Regions from separate parts of the Zea mays genome. Here region 1 is linked to region 2. A link is a contact called in public HiChIP or PLAC-seq data. All regions are on one chromosome and are shown on one strand. Each heading gives the region's core, a stretch centred on a gene start, on an enhancer-like site or on the middle of the called end of the contact. The rest is flanking DNA. Distances are from core to core; before and after follow the strand shown.

Region 1 (6,338 bases), core at 2,426-4,925, 290 kb before region 2:
ATCAGCAATCATCTCATTCAAAGGAAATCTTAATCCTGCTTTGAAGAAGCTTTTAAAGACTACCACCTCATCCTTTTCCGGCTTCGGAGTAATTTTCTCTCCGCCAAAGCGAATTAGCTCCTTTTTGGCCTCACTGAAATAGCCTAACTTCATCAACTTAGGCATATCATCTTCGGTAACGGTGGACCTCCCAAACTCCAGGTGGCTGGGTTTAGATGGCACGACACTATAATCATCTTCAGATTCATCTTCCTCAGCACCAACCTGCTCAGCCTCAGCGGTAGGTGCATCTTCATTAGAAACATCTTCCGACACTACTAGCCCCGACCGTTTCATCACTTTAGAAATCGGAGCGGTCTCAGCAGTTTCAGCTTCTTCTCCGTCATGTGTAACCCTAGCAGTGGAACGTACTCTTGCCATTTGATGATGAATTCCTCACAATTTTTTATGAAATTGTTGACTTTTTTAATTTTCCCGAAGCTCTTCCTCTTGTGACGAAGCAAAGTCAACAACGGTGCTTTGGTTAAGTGCGGTGAACAAGCTTCGGCTATGGTCAAATTTTTGGCAGCAAAACAGGACAATAGCAATGAATGTTGTGGTAACTTCACACATACCCATCCGTTTATATAGTGCCGTAGGTGGGGAGGTGAATCGTCAAGTCTTCCGCACCGGACGAACAGTCGCCCGCACTCACTGAGTGGTGGGCCACAGAACCCGAGAAGGTGAATCGCCAGGACGCGTTTACCCGCTGCATGGTGGGACCATCTCGCGCTCGAAATTTTGTGATCGTTTCTCGGCAACGAGCTCAGGGAAGGTGTTTTTCGGATCTTCGGCTCTCCGAAGCCTAGGAGACTTTTTCACGGATCAAGCTCGTTACGAAAAACGATCTAGCACCGCGAAGGGGCTACTGTTGGGGGTATGCTTCGTCGCCGAAGATCCTGTAAGAAGAAACACCTTCGGCAGATCCTCTTAAAAGCAGTGCCGAAGCTATCACCCATAAAGCTTCGGCATAGTGACATGTCTCAAGACGAAGGAGTGAACCGACTTAAAAATGAAATGACCAATCGACCCGTGATAGCTTGTATTATGATTGTAAGCATTTGTAAAGGGCATGAATGTAATTTCTCACAGGCTGCGTCCTGTGCCTATAAATAGATGAACAATACCCCCGTACTGTTCATGCAATCTTGTAATCGCTTGCACGCGACACTCGGATTATTGCCTTCTGTCAAGACAAAGGTATAAATGTGATTAAATGTTATGTTTTAATATTTAAGTTTGTATGATGAAATATGTGAATAAGTTTAAGTGTTTTGATATATTATTCTTTCATTTTTCATATTTTATATATTTTATCTTTCATTATTTCATAACTTTAATCACGAAGGTATGACCTTCGTGACCTTTGCTCATGACCTTCGTTCGAAGATCATTATACCCTTGAGGAGATAATGCTTCAATGGACGAAGGACATTAACATTTAACATTTTATGTTGCCTTATTCTTAATTCGAAGCATTTGAGAACAAGTCCCCAATAACCGGCAAAAACAAAACCTATGTTATACCTTTGCCTTCACTTGATCCACAACCAATGCTTATAAATCTCCAAGATTTCCTGTTCTATGTTGTCCAACCCTGTATTCTTATTTCTTCAAGAACCGTTAGTCCACAAACAGTTGTCATTAATTACCAAAACATCACTAAGGGGCCTAGATGATTCACAGGGATGTGTGTGATTGTGTTTTTTAAAACCAAAGGTTTCGATTATCTAGGGTTAGGTTGTCTTCCGTGGATTGTGTAAAATACGGAACACGACACTTTATATGACACTGTTTATAGAGCGAAGTTAAAAAAGGGTTTTTTAAGTTGGTGCCCTCAGTTTTGGTGGTGTGCTCACCTATATCCTTAGTTGTGTTTTTTGCTCAGCTGTGCCCTTCTGTTTTATAGCACTGGAAGGGCACAGCTGAGCAAAAAACACGACTAAGGGTATAGGTGAGCACACCACCAAAACTGAGGGCACCAATTTAAAAAAAACTTTAAAATAGGGTACGAGATAGGAGAACTGCTGGAGACAGCCTTGGTCATCTCTAGCAGACCGTGTAAATGGTCATACAAAATACTATTTTGTACTGTAGATTGCACTATTTGCATAGTGTAGTTTGAAATAGTGAGTTTGCTGGAGGTAGTGTTAGAGCATCTCCAACAATGTGCCTTATAAAAGTGTCCTAAAAATTTAAAATAAATATATTTTATATAATTTAGGGAACCAACAAAAAATTAAGCTCTAGCAATAAAGCCCCAAGTCAAGTGATTAACCGAAATATGTTAATCTACCCTATTCGAGGAAAAGTTTTCTAAAATGTCCGTTTATTAGATCTAGATATGGGCAGCCCAATAAAGTGCAGTATATTTGTGGCGCTTTAGGAGGTGATTATTTTTAACAAACTTTTATAAATTAGGTTAGTGTTGGAGCAATTTTTTTAGCTTAAACTCTATAATTTAATTTAAGGCACTGAGACAAGTCATTGTTGGAGATGCTCTTAAGGTGGGTATAAATCCAGCTATGTGTTGCATAGAGGATGGAGATGTCATGCGCCACGTTTAAGGGTGGCAATGGAGAATTCCCTGTCAGGTTTTAGCTCCCCATTCTCGTTTCCGCGACGAATTTTTTTCCCCGCGGAGATCCTCACGAACGCTTGTGCAGGACAATTTTCCCGTCCCCGTTTCCCGCCGGGATAAATCCCCATCGGGGATCCCCGTCCCCACCTAAATTGTACTTAGAACATACTTTCTTTATTATTAATGGAAAATATTGTCACTTATACACATTGTCAGGTGTAAAAAATATTATATATACATAAAAATAGATATATTTATATAATAAGTGGTCTCTTGACAAGGTAATTATTTATTTTTATCATTAATTATTACATAAAAAATATCGTCGTATGTAAGTTTAACAGTCCCTGTGAAAATAGGGATGAGAAATCTTTGTACCCGTTTTCCTGTCAGTTAAGAGTTTTTTCCCTTTTATATCCACGTAAAGGCTTGTTCGCTTTCCTCTTAATCCATGTGGATTGAGTGAGATTGGATGAGTTTAAATCCCGAACAAGTTAAAATCCTTCGTATTTTTTCCAATCCCATCTAATCCACATGGGACAGGAATAACCGAACAAGCCCTAAGAGAAGAATTCCCCAACGAAGAATCAGGATAGTGGATTAGTGGGCATTGCCAGCCACGTTCGGTTACATCAGCTGTTCCCAACTGCCTACTCGCTTCTACTTAGCGTGGCTGTTTGGGAAGTTGGTCTGAGGCAAGGTGCACAGCATAGCCGCTCGGTGCAGCCCAATTAAGGCCCGCTGCAATAACACGCCCCATAAGTGCAGCTCGCATCGTTGGATTTTTCTCTCAGCCATGTGTTCGCTTCGCAAAGAGTATCCTCCGCTCAGATCCCAATTCCCAAGGTATGGGCGTATGGCGGATGTTAATTCGTGCGTCGTCACGCGGTCACGCCCCTAATTTCTGTAGGGCTTATTTATTTTACTCTCAATTTTTATATAGATTGAGTACAATTTAGTAAGTTTAAATTTTAAATAAGTTAAAAAAACATATTTTTTTTCTAATCACATTCGATCCGTATGAAATAGAAATAACCGAGCCTACACTTCGCGTGGAAATCGTGTTAGTGGAGTCCAACACGGGCCGAGTTTAAATTTTAAATAAGATCAAGCCTAACAGATCTGTCCACGGGCCTTCGCCCAACTCGTCCCATTATTTCTCTAAAAATCCAACAAATAAATCCTTGTGCCAGCAGAAATTATAGATCGTGTTAGCTAAAACACATCCGCGATGACGTCGACAGCGATGGGGGGCGAGCCGGCGGCGGGCCACGGGTACTGGCGGTGGAGCAAAGCCGACTTTTTCCCGGAGCCCTCGTTCCAGAGCTGGCGCGCGTACGGCGGCGCGCTCTTGTCCACTGGGCCACGGCTGCGCGACCGCGTCACGAGTCGCTCCTCCGAGGCCGTCGAGGCGGGGACGCTGCTCGCCCAGAGCGAGAATCCCCTCCGGCGGTGCCTGTCGTGGGTGGATCTCGCCTTCCTCGGATTCGGCTCCGTCGTCGGCTCGGGCGTCTTCGTGCTCACCGGCCAGGAGGCGCGGTTCGACGCCGGCCCGGCCATCCCGCTGGCCTACGCCGCCGCGGGCTTCTCGGCGCTGCTCTCGTCCTTCTGCTACGCGGAGCTCGCCGGCGAGATCCCGTCGGCTGGCGGCTCGTTCTCGTACCTGCGCGTCGAGCTCGGGGACCTGGCCGCGTTCATCGCCGCCGGGAACATCCTGCTCGAGGCCGTGGTGGGCGCGGCCGGCCTGGGCCGGTCCTGGACGTCGTACCTCGCGGCGCTCATCGGCCGCGACAGCGACGCGCTCCGCATCCACGTCCCCGCGCTCGCCGACGGCTTCAATCTGCTGGACCCGATCGCCGTCGTCGTGCTGTGCGCCACTTCCGCGCTCGCCGTGTCCGGCGCGCGCCTCACCTCCACCGTCAACTCGGTGGCGTCCGCGGTCGGCATCGCCATCATCGCGTTCGTGCTGGCCGCGGGGTTCTCGCACTTCGAGCCAGCCAACCTCGCGCCGTCATTCTTCCCCTTCGGCGCCGCGGGCGTCTTCCGCGCGGCGGCCGTCGTGTACTGGTCCTACACGGGATTCGACATGGTGGCCACCATGGCCGAGGAGACCAAGAACCCCGGCCGCGACGTGCCGCTGGGCCTCATCTCGTCCATGTCCGCCATCACCCTCGTCTACTGCGCCATGTCCCTCGCGCTCGTGGGGATGCAGCGCTACAGCGACATTGACGCCAACGCGGCCTACTCGGTGGCGTTCGCGGCGGCCGGGATGAAGTGGGCGCGCTACGTCGTGGCGCTCGGCGCGCTCAAGGGCATGACGAGCGGCCTCCTCGTCGGCGCGCTCGGCCAGGCGCGCTACACCACGCAGATCGCGCGCACGCACATGATCCCGCCCTACTTCGCGCTCGTGCACCCCAGGACCGGCACGCCCATCTACGCCACCATCGCCGTCACGCTCGGCGCCGCCTGCGTCGCGCTCTTCTCCAGCCTCGACGTGCTGGCGTCCGTCTCCTCCATCAGCACGCTCTTCATCTTCGCGCTCGTCGCCGTGGCGCTCCTCGTCCGACGATACTACGTCGCGGGCACCACGTCCCCCGCGCAGGCCCGCACCTTCGTCGGCTTCCTGGCGCTGATCGTGCTGTCGTCCATCGGGCTGTCCGTGTACTACAACTCGGGCTACGCTGCTCGGTGGCCCGGGTACGTAGCGTTCGGCGCCTTGTGGGCGGCCGGCACGGCGGGGCTGGCGCTATTCGCGGAGCAGCAGCGCGCGCCCAGGGTATACGGCGCGCCGCTCATGCCGTGGCTGCCGGCCATGTCCGTCGCCACAAACCTCTTCCTTATGGGCTCTCTCGGCTCCCTCGCCTACATGCGCTTTGGCATCTGCACGGCGGCGATGCTTGTGTACTACGTGCTCTTCAGCGTGCACGCCACCTATGACATGGTGCACTCTGAAGGTCAGACGACATCGGCGCCCGACGCTGCCACCGACGGCGTGGAGCAGAGGAAGATAATGCCGGTGTGACACAGAGGATGCCATTTCTTGGTTAGTTGAGCAAAAGGTTTGTTCAACTGTAGTGTAGGGTTGAAACCTCGTGATTCATGAACGCCTTGTTATTGTCATCAATTATTTAATGCCGACAACTTTATGCTTTGGTTAAAAGAAAAGACACGCAGCTGATGGAGACTGGCAGAAAGGAGAATGATAACCAATCGTATCAACTGTTCATATGGATGGTCGACTCAATCAGTGCATTGAAAGCAAAGAAAAAAGTACGCCAATTTTGCGGATTGAGATCCACTGACTGCAGTGGCTGCCACTTTCTCGGCTCAGCGCTGTTAATAATAAATAAAAGGATAATTCTCGATTTCCTCGCGAATTTTTTTTCCGGTGAGCGGCGGCGATCGGCTTCGGATCAGCGGAGTTTGGCTGCGCGGCTATGGTTACCGTACGTGGCGGCGGAGGCCCCAATCCGCGGCGAGGACACCATGCCGGCGGCGGTTGCGGAGATGGCGGTAAGCGGGAATCGGGGAACGAGGAGGACAGGGAGTATGAGACCAACATGAGGAAGCTTGCCGCGTGGACGGCGGCGCTCCTCGCGTCTCGGCTGATGCATCCGTTTTCCTCTCGCCGTCGCCGGCGATCGACCACTACATGCGTGTGACGACCCGTTGCCCCAACGCGCCTTCGTCAGACGTGAGCCAGCGCAGTGGATCGCCG
Region 2 (6,463 bases), core at 3,382-5,881:
AAAGATACCATAAGCCATAAAATCGTGAATATACCACAAAAACACGGCTCTAAGGTTGAACTTCTGTTTTTTGTAACAATCGTACGCCTCGACTCCTTCCCACAAAATTTCCAATTCTTCAATGAGGGGTCTCATCATCACATCGATCTTTGTTCGAAGATGATCCGGACCAGGTTTTACAAGACACAAGAAAATAAATTCATATTTCATGCAAAGAGCTGGTGGAAGGTTGTATGGAACAACAAAGACGGGCCAACATGAGTAGGACGTTGCAGTTAGATTGAAAGGCGAGAAACCATCTGTTGCTAAACCGAAGCGGACATTCCGCACTTCATCAGCAAAGCTGGAATCAAAAGCATCTAGTGCCTTCCATGCATCTGTATCAGCTGGGTGTGCCATGACATTTGGATTCTCATGTACCCCTTCTTTGTGCCATCTTATGTGTCTGGCTGTATTTTTGGAGATGAACAAACATTTCAATCGAGGTATAAGAGGCATGTAACGAAGCTGCTTACGTGCAATCTTCGTCGTCACAGTCAAACCATCGTCGTTTTCAACCTCAACGAATCTACGCTCACCACATACAGTACACTTCTTCTCACTCGCGGTCTCCTTCCAGAAAAGCATGCAGTTATTGTCAGAGACATCGATTTTTTTCGTAGTCCATACCGAGCCCAAAGAGCAACTTTTTGGACTGATACATGTCCTTTGGCATCTTGTGATTCTCCGGAAGTACATCACGGATCAAGTTCAAAAGCTCCTTGTAGCAGTTGTTTGAGAATGCAAACTTAGACTTAATAGCCATAAGTCGAGTCACAAATACAAGGACGGTCACTTTCGTGTGCTCATGCAACGGCTCTTTGGCAGCTTTAAGGAGCTCGAAAAACTTCTGAACCTCAGGTGTAGCTGGATCCTCATAATCGGTGGGTTGACCAGGGTTCTCCGAATCGACGGTTAGAATCTCATGGCGTACATCGTCAAGCATCTCTTCCATCCTATCGTAGTCCCCCTCTTCATGTGACTGAAATTCCGATACAATATGAGCAGGTGGGTCCTCACCGTGGTGCACCCACACCTCATAGCCTAGCACATAACCGTTCTTGCAAATATGTATCGACATAGTCCTCCTGTCAAGGAAATTAATGTTCCGACACTTGCTACAAGGGCACCTAACATCGGTTCTAGTCTCTGACCGAGCAAAAGCACGGTCGAAAAAAGCATCAGTCTTGGCAACTCACTCACTTGATAGAGCACATCTTTTCTTCCAACCTTCATACATCCATCGACGATCCTCCTCCATACTAGATACGAGACGTTAACTTAATTAGTTATGATTACTAATTAACCACACTAATATAAATAGCCACTAATTAACCACACTAATACAATAGCACTACAAAAAAATCATTTCACGGGACCCTAAATCAAATAAAACAATCTTATTTCCGAGGGCTTAATAATTACCCTCGGAAATTAAAAGTTTAAATTATATAGCCACTAATAAATAACTTAAAACAAGTTAATTTAATTGCATAATTAAATTAAGTCGTCGGACATAACAAAACTAAACATTGCTAGTAGCAAACAATATATGCATATACAAAATTATACGAAACATTATAAAATTCCTTACTTTGTCGGACGATTAGCCGGTGAAGCGGACGCCGGTGGGGTCGGGGACGGGGGCAGAGGCTCCGGCGGCCGCAGACAGCGTCGGGGCGGCTCCGGTGTCGCTTGGGCGGTGGTGGAGTTGCCGGTCGACGTGGACAGAGGATCGGGCGCGGGCTGGGCGTCGGGACGGGGCTGGAGATCCCCGGGAGAGGCTTCGGCGGTGCCGGGCGACGGCGGCGGCTACGCATGTGAGCGGGAGAGACAGAGAGAAATGAAACCGACGCGGCCGCGGGGTCGGTTAAAATCCATTAGTTCCGACGGCCACGTAGGAGACCGTCGGACATAAGCTTATATTCGACGGCTTGTCTGACAGCCGTCGGACATAAGCTTATGTCCGACGATCCGCCTGCCAGCCCTCGGATATTCTCCCTTATGTCCGACGGCTGCCAGGGGTCGTCAGACATAAGCTTAAGTCTGACGGTCTCCTAGGCAGCCGTCGGACATAACGGAGCCGTCAGATTTGTATCGTTTTCTGGTAGTGCTGCATGCACTCCTGAGATACTCCGGCGACTTGGCGAGGAGCCGTGTGGAAGTTTCGCCGACCGACGGTGTCACACAGATAGGAGAGAGAGAGAGTACACCACAAGCGGGAGATGGCCGGACTCGATGCAGGATTCAACGTTACCTGCTAAATTTAAGCTGGAAAAGCTTAAGCATGTGCGAGATATATATAAATATATGTGTTAGCTAGCTATTTATGTCTAACTAGGCGAGAAAATATACAATGTTAGACGCGCGCGCTTACAACATGCTGCTTCAGTCACTCGACAAATTCTTGAAAACTCCCGGCAAAGTCTTTGCTGGGTGTGACTAGATCTGGGCAAAGAGATTTCAGTGAACTGTACATCAGAACGACTTCTTTGTCGAATACTTTTTATCGGACATTCGGCAAAGACTTTGCTGAGTAGCACCTGGTGCACGGCAAAAAAAAGTCACCGCCACGACGCTAAGTGACGGTGACAGAGCATTGGCCGACTGTCCTCTCTAACACTCGGCAAAGAAGCCCCCTTTGTCGAGTGCTTGATGGCCTGGCACTTGGCAAAGAAGGCTCCAGGGGGTCCTTTTACCAGTCCCTTTGCCGAGAGTGCAGGAGGCATTCGACAAAAAAGCCTCCTTTGTCGAGTGTCTGCTGGACTAGCACTCGACAAAGAAGGCTCCAGTCGGCCCCTTTGCCAGTTCCTTTGCTGAGTGCGTTGTAAGGCACTCGGCAAAGCAGGGAGTTTCTTTACCGAGTGTCGGAACCACAACACTCGGAAAAAAGGTTTAGCGGTTCCCAGGTGTGCCTTTTTTGCTGAGTGCTTTGGTCGTTATTGGGATCTTATTTTTAATTGCTACATGGCATCGAAAACAAGGCAACGCAAGTTAAGTTCAAACCTCCATTCATAAATTATCACTTCTCCGAAGGGATAATTCAAGGACGAAGGTACGAAGAAGGGTGTGAATATGATAATGTTTAAATGGAAAGATGTTAAAAAAACGACATGAAATACTCATCTCGTATGCCTGCACAATTTTATTCCATCTTCCTTCATATTAAATACATTTGTAAACATACCCTCGGCTTATTAACACAAGATAGCTCGAAGATTGCGCGTACAAAATGAACGATGCCCAACGACATTGGCACGTCATTTGTTGGTCGTTCTCATTTGCTGTTAAGGCTTGCTATACCTTCGAAGCTTGCTTCGAACGATTTGACTGCCTTCAAACAAGCCTTAGCTAGTTGCGAAGCACACACTTTTTCATTAGAGATGGCTCAGGAGCGATCTGTCCCAGAGGTGCTCTTGCCACCTTCGTCGAATGCACCAGAGGCAAAGCTTGGTGATTTGAATGAGGCAATAGAGGCCACCACCTGCTAGACCGAAGTTGTTGCCGTGGATCCTTCTGAGGACAGCGACGATATTGACATTGAGGAGGACAATACCATCATCCATCCAACAAAGCCAAGTCATGTGGACTTTGGCAAATCAAAGATCAAAGAGGGATATATTGAGGTACTCAATCGATTTGGTTATATTGACTGGGTTTGACTAGGAGGCGATGATTTAGTGCCAAAGCCAAAGGAAGACATAGTTGTTGTCTTCCGAAGCTTCCTAAGAGTTGAGCTTATATTTCCATTGCATAAGGAAATAGTTGCTAAATCTCTATGTGCATATACTTCCAGAAGGTGTTTTGCCATATTGAAATAGTTTTACAAAGATCAGTGGAACATATTTCTAAAGTTAGAGCTTGTAGAAGATTCAATACAATCTAGATCCAGAAGATCAAAATATGCCCTGATGATAGTTATTGTACTCCTGTGAGTTTTCCTGAAGTTTCTCACATAAGGTTTTAACGAGGCACCAAAGTGCAAATGCAATACGCATCACCATGTGCTCTTTCTCCATATTTTCCACTGGGTTTTTAGAAGTTTTAACGAGGCATATGTTGGTCGCGGTATTCGCCCAAGGGGGAGTGTTAAGAAACCTAACTCTAAGGTTTGGTGGGCTCATACTGAATATACCCCTAAGGGATACCACATCTCTATATATAGAATTTATACCCCTCATATGGAATAGAGAAGAGAAAGAGGTTAAAGGCTCAACCCTATATCATGTCTCTTGTGTGTGTTAATCTGTCGTGCTTCTGGAAAAGGAAACTAGAGCTACAGCTTCTCCGCGCCTAATCTGCTGATGGACGTGAAAGGAACAGATTTGGCGATCTATGTAACGTAGTTATTCAACAAGAAGCATAATTAAGTGGAATTGTTTTCATACCATTTCGTGGGCTGTGTAGAGCCCGAGCAGTCCCACCCCACCCCACCCCACCCCACCCGTAAAGTCATTCTGGGCTGCTGGCCCAAGCCCAGTACACCCAAACTACACTCCCACGAACCACGACCAAAAATGCCCCGCTCGGACAAAATGAAACTGAAGAGGCATTCTTTTGCCAACGGGCAGAAGGGAGAAGACCAGGAATAAAAAAGAGGCGTGGTAGTGGACAGTGAGAGCTGACAGGGACAGTGCCCACCAATGGTCCCCTTCTCACGGTCACGCTAGCAGCAGCAGCCCTCCCCCATCACCGAGGAGAGAGAAGCCTGTCGCCGCGCGACCGCCCCACATGGCCACCGCGCTCGGTGGGGGGCCCAACCCCACCGCCGACGCCATGGAGGTCGACCCTCCGCGCGCCTCCGCCGACGAGAAGGTGAGTGCGCGCTTCACTTCATCTCTGCGCTCGCCGGCGGGGAGGGGACTTCTGCGCTCTAGGGGCTATGGTTGCTTGCTTGTTGCTCCCCCTCCTGCGTGTGCGTGGATCTGCATACGCGCCGCGGATCTGCTAGTTGCGGCGTTCTCGGTTCCCTGGACGCGGTCCTGGTTCTCGTCTAACTGCGACATCTGTGCTGCTGCTTCTCATGATTTGGGCTGCTCGCTTGCTGCTGCTTCGCTCCAATGGCTTGCGCCCTCTTTTTTTTTTGTGCGCATTTGGATGCAGATGGATTCTCGTTGGAGACCGTTAGAGCTGCGGTAGCATTGCTTTCGGGGGAGGGGACCTGCTGCTCGATGCTCTCTCCTCTTCGGCCAACTTTGCGTGCGCGCCATGCTAGCGTTCCCACTCTCGTGTTGCTTTGGATCGTGTCCAAAGCCGGACGGAATGTGTTCTACAAGTTGTCTGGTAGCTACAGTTTCAGTTACCCGGTTTTGATGTTTGACTTTCATGTGAAGTGCCAGTTGGCTTAGCTGTTACATTTCTGTCCAAAGTTTTCCATGGCCTTCTCAGCCTTTCGCAATCTAGTGGTTTTCTTTGCATTGTAAGTTTCTGACCTGTACCTTAGTTGCTTGCGTATGGATTCAATGAGTCGGAAATACTCGGTGGTTTGAAGTGCATATTTTATGCTGCTCTTGGTAATGTGGCATCGGGTATCCATGTAGTGGTATTTTGGTTTGTTCAGTCGGGGGCAACGTTATCCTTCTGTGCTGGTGCTTGCTAATGTTTCTGCCACAAACCTGGTGAAACATCGGAATGCTAATGCCGAAGTACCTCACCTAGTACATAGCCCTTTTTTTATTGCTTTGGTGCTACTCATTTTGATTATGTCTCACCTGTCATTTGTGTTACATGACAGCATGTCGCCACTATTATTGCGGGGGGAAGTGATGCAGTGACAGGCCACATAATATCGACTACGATTGGGGGAAAGAATGGTGAACCAAAGAGGGTAGGTTTTGGAGAAAGAAATTCACTTCATCTTGCTGAATTACATGACAATGCTAATAACATTCTAACTTAGCTCTTGATTTGGTGCCCTTTAGACCATCAGCTATATGGCTGAGCGAGTTGTTGGAACTGGATCGTTTGGGGTTGTCTTCCAGGTTAGCGTTTCTTTTTCTCCAACTTGGCCTAGTTTTTTCTCTCACTTTGGCTCATATTTTGTTGATGGTGCGTGCATAAACTCAGGCAAAATGCATTGAGACTGGTGAAACCGTTGCAATTAAGAAGGTTCTACAGGACAAAAGATACAAGAATAGGGAGTTACAAATAATGCGATCAATTGACCATTGCAATGTCATTTCCCTGAAGCATTGTTTCTTCTCTACCACAAGTAGGGATGAACTTTTCCTTAACTTAGTCATGGAGTTTGTTCCAGAGTCACTTTATCGCGTTCTGAAACACTACAAAGACATGAAGCAGAGGATGCCCCTTATATATGTTAAATTGTATATGTACCAGGTGGGTAGTGGTAGAATTGCATTCTATCTTGATATGCATGTGCTAGAAGAGGTGTTTAATATATTTACATTTTTCATATCTTGTG

What was found. HiChIP or PLAC-seq counts read pairs in DNA pulled down with a chosen protein or histone mark.
Region 1: a contact with region 2 is called in an H3K4me3 HiChIP or PLAC-seq map of leaf, with 2.5 times the contacts expected there. The contact joins the promoter of LOC103629848 here to the promoter of LOC100192496 in region 2. A contact is called at or near these places in 1 of 25 Hi-C or Micro-C datasets (endosperm) and 1 of 3 datasets of contacts at active chromatin or transcription factors (leaf).

What each region holds. Positions count from the first base shown.
Region 1 is chr6:116,225,881-116,232,218 of Zm-B73-REFERENCE-NAM-5.0, reverse strand. LOC103629848 (cationic amino acid transporter 8, vacuolar) reads left to right here and starts at 3,675. Exons shown (of 2, transcript XM_020539427.3): 1 at 3,675-5,663; 2 at 5,787-6,338. The coding sequence starts at 3,852. The coding sequence ends at 5,642.
Region 2 is chr6:115,934,960-115,941,422 of Zm-B73-REFERENCE-NAM-5.0, reverse strand. It overlaps LOC100192496 (putative glycogen synthase kinase family protein), which reads left to right and starts at 4,631. Exons shown (of 12, transcript NM_001137716.1): 1 at 4,631-4,854; 2 at 5,774-5,866; 3 at 5,961-6,020; 4 at 6,106-6,378. The coding sequence starts at 4,771.